Regions from separate parts of the Danio rerio genome. Here region 1 is linked to region 2. Evidence: chromatin contacts called from public Hi-C data. All regions are on one chromosome and are shown on one strand. Each heading gives the region's core, a stretch centred on a gene start, on an enhancer-like site or on the middle of the called end of the contact. The rest is flanking DNA. Distances are from core to core; before and after follow the strand shown. Region 1 has its middle 56 kb from the start of mid1ip1b. Region 2 has its middle 130 kb from the start of bcor.

What was found. A called contact is a pair of places that touch in the nucleus more often than the background predicts.
Region 1: a Hi-C map of an unstated tissue shows a contact between it and region 2, with 3 times the contacts expected there. The contact joins two enhancer-like sites. A contact is called at or near these places in 5 of 18 Hi-C or Micro-C datasets (caudal fin, embryo, fibroblasts and 2 more).

Annotation. Positions count from the first base shown.
Region 1 is chr22:11,032,144-11,036,805 of GRCz12tu, reverse strand. It overlaps a transcript of sgsh not described here. Among named protein-coding and RNA genes, the nearest start is that of mid1ip1b, 56 kb to the left of the region's middle. Within about 2 kb of position 2,810, at least 26 of the 62 cell types and tissues checked have an H3K27ac peak or open chromatin away from gene starts, as enhancers often do. A contact at or near this core is called in caudal fin, where this site is marked.
Region 2 is chr22:10,922,437-10,927,423 of GRCz12tu, reverse strand. It overlaps a transcript of sgsh not described here. Among named protein-coding and RNA genes, the nearest start is that of bcor, 130 kb to the right of the region's middle. Within about 2 kb of position 2,098, at least 50 of the 62 cell types and tissues checked have an H3K27ac peak or open chromatin away from gene starts, as enhancers often do. A contact at or near this core is called in caudal fin, where this site is marked.

The DNA of each region.
Region 1 (4,662 bases), core at 1,561-4,060, 110 kb before region 2:
CAGGATGGATTTTTCTTCCTCCATTTCTCAAGTGTAAGTACGTGCGATTAAAGTTGCCTCGTTGACTCTAGCTTGCAAATGTATTTAGTTGTGATTTGTTACTTGTAACCGCGTGTACTGTATCAGGTTAACTCGCTATATTCTCTTATCGCGTGCAAAGTCACGTTAAAAACGCGACGCGTGCTGCTTTGTTAACGGAGCTCCGTGGACGAGGAGTAGTGTGTGTGTCTGTGTGTGCGTGTGCGCGCGCTGTCATCCGGAGGTGTGTGTGTTTGTGTGTGCGCGCGCGTTGTCGTCCGGAGCAGGGTTAAGTGCGTGTGTGTGCAATATGTGTGTGTGTGTGTCTGTGAAAAAAGCAGAGTGAGAAGCTAGGAGATCTCCTCAACTGTTTTTGGAGTTTTTGCTCAATAAAATAGTTAGTCGTCTGTATTTTCAAGTCCATAGTCTGTATTTACATTGACCCACTGGCAGCTAAAATCCACGCCTACACTATCGAGCGTGTATGAACTGTGATTACTTTTATATTGCTGATTAGCTGTTTGGCATTTCACTCTCTGACTGAAGGCAGTCGACCAATCGCAACAGACTGTCACTGGTCCAATCAGCGCAGATTAGCTTCGCGCTAAGGAGGGGTTTGGGAACAAATGAATCCCTGGACGATTCATAGAGGAGTCGCTGGGATAATTAAGTAAAAAATAAATGCAGATTATAAGACCATGAAAGTGTTTTTTGACCTTGCATGCATATAAGACTGTTGTTGGAGACCCTTACAACCAAGATATGACCCTATTTCATGTATAATATGGGCTCTTTAATTCTGCTGGTTTCACTGGTCAGCGCATCCCTAATAATAAACTTTAGAGCGAAACGAGAGCCAATCAAAGAAAGAGTGTCATTTTCAGCCGCGGTTCTTTCACACCTTTTCCCTCTTTCATCAGATCTGTCAGCAGTCGTCGGGGTTCTTGTAAAGCTCTCAGGATTTTCTTTGCTCCGGGTGAACGATGAGTGATTACAGTAAGATATGAACTCAACCCCCACACTCACACACACTCTCTCTCTCTCTAACAGACGACAGAGAAGCTTGTGCTAACTTCCGGCTCAATAAAAACTTACAAAGTCAATAATGATGACAAATTTGCTTACAGATGTTTCTTGGTGGTTTGTGTAACTTACGTTTGAAGACTGTCCGTTCGCTACATGTACTTTGGGTCCGATATTGTTGTATGTCATGAGTAGGTGTTACATTTAAATTTTCACGACTGTTAAAAATACGTTCGGGTGCTCTGGCATGTTGTCATTAGCTCTTTCCACAGATACAGACCTTTCCAGAAAATTGCTGATAATTTTCCGGAAAGGTCTGTATGTGTGAACATGCCCTTTTTGAAAATACCGGTAAACTCGTTCAGACAATTTTCTGGAAAGAGAAGTTGTAACATAACCGGTAATTTGCCTGAATGTCTGGGAATGTGGGGATGGGGGGGGGGGGTGTCAGCCTTTTAATAGTAAGAAATTGCTTTCTCTGATTGATATCTTAAATATTAATAATTAAAAATGAATTTATAAATTTATTTAAATTTACATTTGATCCCCCCTTTACGATGTATACCATGTATACCATTATCGCACCAATCAACGCTAGGAAAAATATAATTCAACATGAAGCTGGCAGTTCTAGAGCATCGAAAGACATCTTAAGAATTAAAAAAAAAAAAAAGGTTTCCGTTAAAATAGGTGTTTATATCTGCATGTAGCCTAAAAAAAGAAACATTGGACACATAATTTGTATAGTTTGACCTACAGTAACCTTTAAAATAGTCACTTAATATCCCTCAAAACACTGAATCGTATACATTTATGAATAAATTAGATGTCATTTAAATACATTCGAAATTTGATTCACTTAAGCATGTATTACCAAATTACTCCCAAAAAAGTTGACTAAGCAAATGTGATTTTTCCAGCCTGATCTCACAAGGAAACGCAAGTATTTTACATTTTGTCGGTTTAGTGGCTAATTCGTACAAAAATGTATGATTTTAAAAAGGAGGCGTGACACCTAACCCCACCTCTAACCTCAACCGTCATTGGGTGATGAGCAATTCGTACTAAATTGTACAAATTAGATCGTACAAAGTCGATATACGAATACGAATTAGCCACTAAATCAAAAAGTTACGAATTGCTGTGAGATTGTGTTGGATTTTTCAGGTTTTTTATTTTTAATAAATATGCAACTATTTCAAACAAAAATCTTTTTCACATTGTCATTATGGAGTAATGTGTACAATCTTGAGGAAATAAATTAATTGAATTAATCTTGGAATGTGAAAAATGTGGAAAAAGTGAAGCACTATGAATACTTTCCGCATGCACTGTATAGTAAGTGCTTTAAGTATGTTGATATTCGGTAGCTAAGGTGTTCTTTGTGTTTTGAGTACAATGCAGACGCCATGAAAACTAAAAAAAAACATGGTTTTAAAGCAAGTTGCTGCTAAGGTGTTCTGAGTGATCCTGAACACATTGCTGTTCCATTGTTAAGATCTAAAGGATTTTTAACATGCCGTTGCTATGGTGCTGAGGGGTTCTTTCCATTCTTACATGTCCATATTTTTTGGTATATTTTGAACATGCACAGCTTAAAACATAATACTGTTGATGAATAACACGGAACACTCATAGATTTTTCCCATCTTGTCCGGCTAGAGCTCTGCGGAGATGGATGATGTAACCCATCGTCACGCTAATGGAATCTCCCTCTGCAGACACTGATGGATCTGTTGCCGTGGCAGCCATTGCCGCCCGCTGACATTCCGGCCTGCCCTCGTCTGACGGCGGGCAGTGCCAAGCTCTCTGCCTGCTGTCACAGAGCTGTGTGTGTATGTGTGTGCGCATGTGTGTGTGGTCTGGGCCTCCAGCCAGAGCTCTGGCTGACAGGGCCCCCTCACGCAGCTCTGCCGAGAGGACAACGCTGTGCTGGAGAATACAGAAGAGGCCTGTGAGCGAGCTGCGTACCAGGGCAGCGGGTTCATTGTTTTAATGCTGCCACACAGTCGCACAGCGTGTCCTAATCTGCCATGGCAGAACAACTTTAAAGCATCAAATAAAACCAGACAAGGTTTATTGTCGCTATATTGTTGGTGGCTAGCCTAGTTTAGCATAGCACTGTTGGTCAAAGTGTTTTATTACATGGCTGTCTGGAATACTTGATTCTGATTGGTCAGTGATGACATTGCGTGGTTTGTTATTCTGGGATAACATCGAATCATCTCGATCGCCAGTGAATACGTTCAGATCTGTAATATGCTTGTCTGTCTCCACCTTTTTTTGACTGTTCAGCGCCATCTTGTGACTGAATAATATGTAGGTTAGCGTATGCTTTGTCTACTCCATTCAGCCATTTTAATTTCTGTCAGCTTTGCTATTAAGTTAAGAAATGAATTAACTATTAATATAGTTTATTAGGATAAGTATAACTATATTTATATATACTTTAAAGGTGCAGTAGGTGATCTGCTAAAAAGCTAACCGCTAAGCATATTATCTTTGGACGGCGGGGAGGGACTGTGATTCAAAGCCACACTCCCTAACATAAAATAGTTTCAAAACAGAACATTACCTGTCTAACAGTAATACTTCAGCCATGGTGTCGTCCTTCCTCCAGTGTCTCCAGCGTGCTAAAGTAACTCTAATATTGATTCAGGTTTTTAAAAGTTTCAATTCAGCATTTGATTTCTCCCGGTCCGTCTTGTGACCGCGCGGCAGCTTTATAGGCGAATTATACCCGTGCCTGGCTTTACAGTAATCGGCCCGTGCTCGGCTGTCCTTCGGCGCCTCTGGCTCCGACACGGCATCTGCGAGTGGCCCGCAGCTCGCTCGGAGCTCATGCGTTTGTGATGCAGACAGGCACAGGCTAATAGTGGATCTGCGTGAACAGATGCGCAGGAGTCGGAATCTACATTTGCCGACAGACAGTCTGACCTGCCTATCGGAATTAAGGGAGATGACGGTCCGACTCTATTTAATTGGATAAACATTTTTTAGTTTTATGCTTTACCCAGAATATAAAAATACATATAAACACATTTAGATCATTTACTGTAATCATTATTACTGGACTGTGAAGAGACTTTCAACCAGCACAACAAAAATGTTTCTGAAGACAATCACCTACTGCACCTTTAATGAAAGAATTAATTAACTATCTGTCTCCACCTAGGTTTTTGACTGTTCTTGTGACTGAATAATATGTAGGTTAGTGTATGCTTCATCCACTCCATTCAGCCATTTCAATTTTCCTTCAGCTTTGCCTTTAATTAAATAATTCATTAATTATTACATTCAGAGGGGGACTGGGACAAACGTTTCACCCGAGGAACAGTTATTGTTATTCATACTGCATCCGAGGGTGTTGGCGATCGGTAACTGAACAGCAGGGGGGGTGCAGGTCAGAGTCACAGTGGCATGTCCTGGTGCTCCCTATGGCCAGTCTGCCCCTGATTACGTCTCAGAACAATATTTTGTGTCTAATTTTTGGGTTTTGTTGCAAGTAGCAGTGTAATAAACGGGATAAAGTGCATCCAGGAGTGTTTTTTCTCAAAATAAAGCACTTCAATTCAGTCTTATACAACAGTGCTTGTGTCGGGCTGCAGAAGACCGATAATC
Region 2 (4,987 bases), core at 849-3,348:
TCCCATCCAACACAAAAATAAGAGAAAGAGGAAGAAGGGAATGAGCCATGTTGACTTTACATGCGTATTGTGAGCAGTCAAATGTTCAGTGTGTACACATGATTGAAAACTTTGGCTTTACATCGCATGTGATCTTCCCATGCGGTGTGAGTTAGTACCTTGCTGAAATGGCATGGAAATCACAGTATATGCCAGGCCTTAAAATGCTTTCAAAAGGATGTTGATAAAAGCAGCTGACTTAAAACACTGCAAATGAAGTAAAAAAAAAAAAAAAAACAATCTCGGTAACTCAAAATTAGCATCAAACGTAGAACTTGCGATATAATCAGTGAAAACTACACTGTAAAGTATGATAAAAAAAACATGTTCATTTTCCTTTGGCTTAGTTCTTTAATTATCTGGGGTTGCTACAGTGGAATGAATCGCCAACTATTCCGCCATACGTTTTACACAGTGGATGACCTTCCAGCCGCAATCCAATAACACTCCTACATTCAAACACATACATACTGTACACTACGGCCATTTTAGCTTATTCAATTCACATACAGCGCATGTCTTAGGACTGTGAGGGAAACTGGAGCACCCGGAGGAAACCGATGTGAACACAGGAAGAACATGCAAACTCCACACAGAAACGCCAACTTATTGCTGTGCTAGCCACTGAGCCACCATGCCGCCTTCTGTCTACACTGCATCCAAACAATGCAAAGCTTCATACAACAACTTATGCATTATCAATGGTTATCAACAATCAACAATCAAATGGTTGTTGTCAGTAATGCAACAAACCTACAATACTTTTTACATAATCCGCTTGTTAAGTGTGACCTCATGCGAAGCGGCTTCCGGGTCCAATCGCTATATCAAACGGTATGGGGAGACTCATCGAATGGTAATAAGCAGGGCCAGACGGTATCTGCGGTTGTTTGTTGACATTTCCACGGAGAATTTTGGTAAAAATCTGCAGATTTCGGCGAAATTATTTTGGGATTATCCAGCCGAGTATCATAACTAAAACCTTAATATATTAAATTAAAAGTAATAAATTACTGAATGAAAACAATATAAATTCAGATTTACACATTTACACAAGTAAAAAAACAAAATTAATAATAGGCTAAAAATCTGTGGAATTCTGCGGAAAATCTGCAGAATTCTGCGCGCGCAGATTCCGTGTGCGCCTAGTAATAAGAAAAGTTAACAAAGCGATGTGTTGCTTTCGAAAAATCACCATCGCAATATACATGTCCATGCATAATATCAGAAGGCCAAAAAGTGATGAATTTTTATTACAATTTTATTTTATTACAATATCAATTTTAGTTACAATTTTGGCATTTGTAATGCAGCAAGTCCAGAGACTGTTGTGTACACCATGACTTTATATAAAATTCATTTTAACGTGTGATATGACTAAAATGTGGCCATAAACAAATATTTTCTCAATTCAAATGAGTAGTGGCTTGGACCCAGAAACAGTACTCCATGCGTCACCGATACGTCACAACTTAACAAGCGGATTAGTAATGTAATCAGATTACAATTTTCCAGTAGTAATCAGTAATTTGTAATTACTACTTTTTTAAAGTAACTAACCCAACACTGGCCACCATTAAAGAGAAAACCATTTACACACAAAAGCTCAAACTAAAACCACAACTGGATCGATTTATAGTCAAACAAAACTGCGACAACTGGAACTCTCCAGTCATCAACAAAGCTGTCTACATCGCTAGGAAAGAAACTACACCAAAAGACTGGTAAAAATCACAGCAAATGCCCAAATAGGCAGAAAGCAGAGTGCTCATGTTATAGCGAACAAAAGCAAAATCAACCCTTTATAAGGAGCATTCTAGTTTCGTCACGTCGCATATTTGCAGTGTAGACGTGTTAGATGTCAGAGCCAAAGCTGAGATCTGTTGTGTTTATGTGTGTGCGTGTGTGTGTGTGTAGCGTAGCTCGGTGGAGTGCGGAGATAAGCAGCAGCGTAGAGCGCCTCGGAGCCTTGGGAAATGTGTGTGCGTGTGTGTGTCTCAAAAGGATTAGCAGGGCTGGGGGCCGGCGCAGGGAGGGGGAACAAAACGCCTCGAGGACTGAAGGGCCCACATGAGACAGTCACACACTCACGCAGAGCGGCGGAGCCTCGCTGGCTGAGCGGAGCGCTGTGTCCTGCCTGCTTTTTCTCTCTTCTGCTCGTCTCTCTCTCTCGCTCTCTCTCTATCTCTGTTTTCACAACTCGCTGCCTGTGTGAAAAATCAGTCGCTCCGCTGAGCAGTGTTGGCTGTGTGTGCGCTCACTCTTCTGAGATACTGTAGGTAGTTCAAAGGAAGATTAGCAAGTAAATGACTAAGATTAACAACACAACAACCTACATAACCTAGATTTATTTCACCATTCATAAGTGAGCTGAGAGTACCTTATAATTTTAATTAAGTCCTGATTGGGTATCATTTGAGTTTTTACATCTTTTTAAAGTAATCTATCTTACCTTCAGAGTGTTTGACCTTAGAATGGTGTGACGGTTCATCTTCCAGCAGGACTATGACCCAAAGAACACCGCCAAAATATCAATGGAGTGGCTTTACAACAACTCGGTGAATGTCCTTGAGTGGCCCAGCCAGAACCCAGACCTAAATCCTATTAAATGTCTCTGTTGAGATCTGAAAATGGCTGTACACTGTCACTTTCTATCCAACCTGATAGAGCTTCAGAGGTACTGCAAAGAGGAATGCACAAAACTTCCCAAAGACAGATGTGCCAAGCTTGTGGCATCATATTCAAAATGACTTGAGGCTGTAATTGCTGCTAACGATAGATCAACAAAGTATTGAGCAAAGGCTGTGAATACTTCTGTACATGTGATCTTTTCAGGTTTTTTATTTTTTTAATAAATATGCAACAAATTTTAAAAAACTCTTTTTCCACATTGTCATTATGGGGTACTGTGTGCAGAATTTTGAGGAAATGCATGAATTTAATCCATTTTGGAATAAGGCTGTAACATAAAAATATGTGGAAAAAGTAAAGTGCTGTGAATACTTTCCGGATGCACCGTAGACATCCTAAAAACCAACAATACTGATATACTTTAGATAACATCTAAAAAAAAAACAAATAAACAAAACAAAAAAAAACTTAATTTTAATTTGGTGGGTCCTTTAACTCTAAAATCTTGTGGACAAACTACGTACTGCAAAAAATATTCAAAACATGTGCATGCTGCTTATACCATGGTTAGAAAAACCAGGCGTTTAGTAAACATGGTTTAAAGAGCCCCTATTGTGGGTTTTGAAAATGGCCTTTCATGTAGTGTGTAACACAGCTCTAATATCTGGCTAAGGCTTAAATCTGACAGTGTTTAAAACTATTGATTCATTTAAAAAAAATAAATAAATAGTGCTTCTGCCTCTCATAGTGCTTCAAATGAATCAGCTTGACAATGAGTCTTTAACCCTTTCAGCATGACGCCAATACAAAACTTAAGCCTCGTCCAAATTGTTAATCGCGCAAACCCAGGAAAATTTAAACCTGCGGCCCCGCCCAAAAACAGTAGCAAATAAGAAGAGAAAGACATTAATATTAGCAGTCACCCTTACATTTGTTAATGCAAGGATCAGAAAAGACTATTGATGTTTGGGACTTCGTCAGAGCTCGACAGGAACTTTACAGTAGAAAGTTCAGGGACCAGTTTCTTCCACCATTTTACAAGTGTAAGTGCGATTAAAATAGTTGCCTCCTTGTTTTCTCTAGCTTGCAAATGATGTATTTAATTGTGTTTTGTTACTTGATACCGCTTGTACTGTATGTGGTTAACTATTTATATTCTCATATCGCGTCTAATGCCACATTAAAAAAGTGGCATGTGCTGCTTTGTTTATGGATTTAAATGCATTTGTGAATTCTCGTTTCACTACTGTTTGCCTATGCTATGGTGGTCAAGGTTTAAAATAGTTCAGCTTTTGCCGCTGTCTGGATTAATACTGAATGTTTGTCATGGTTAAGAATAGAGCAATATGCTGGTGTTTAACTGCACTGCTTTATCCACTCCTGCATTGGACTCGCACACATACCTGCCAACAAAATTTAAATAACACTGTCAAGAACCGCATACTGTGTACTGTGGTGTTAGTAACTACTCTGAAGCATGTTACGAGCAGCTGCTTCGGATTCTATACCAATGTTGGCGACCAGGGGGTTTCACAGACCGTACCAAAATGCTTAAGACTGGGGGCGTGGTTGAAATTACAGAAGTTTTCCAGGATAAATAACAAAACGGGAGGGTGGCAGAAGATGGGTCTAAAATACAGGAGACTCCCGGGAAAAACATGTGTTGGCAGGTATGCTCACACATACACTCTGCACTCTGACTACTTTAATATTGCTGACAAGCCATGGTGGGCGTTTCTGTGCATCTCATGCTGAATGCTGTCGACCAATCGCAACAGACTGTCATCGGTACAATCAGCGCAGATTAGCTATGCGCTAAGGAGGGGTTTGGGAACAAATGAATTGATAAACAAATCTTAAGCGAGTCCCTGGGATAATTAGGTAAAGCTAAATGCATATTATAAGACAATGAAAGTGTTTTTTGACCCCTGCATGCATATTAGCCTGTTGTTAAAGACCCTTTAAACCAAAAAATAACCCTTTTTAATGTATAATAGTGGCTCTTTAACAATAATTACAATTGCAAATTACAGTTACTTACAGGCTACGGATTTCAAATGTAGCCTATTGATTTTTTAATATAAAGAAACACATTTACTATCCTCTATTTCCCATGCCTCTAATTACAATTGACAGCTCAGGCGTTTGAATGGCAGTGAAAAGAGACACCCAAATCTGCATTCGGATTCGCTCCATTACGTGCTGGTCTTTTCGGCATTCAACCTTATTCCTGACAGATTCGGCAAAGACAGACAGATTGATCTAGTTTGTGCTTCCCCAATCCGTACAACCACACGCACACATTCACGTCACAGTT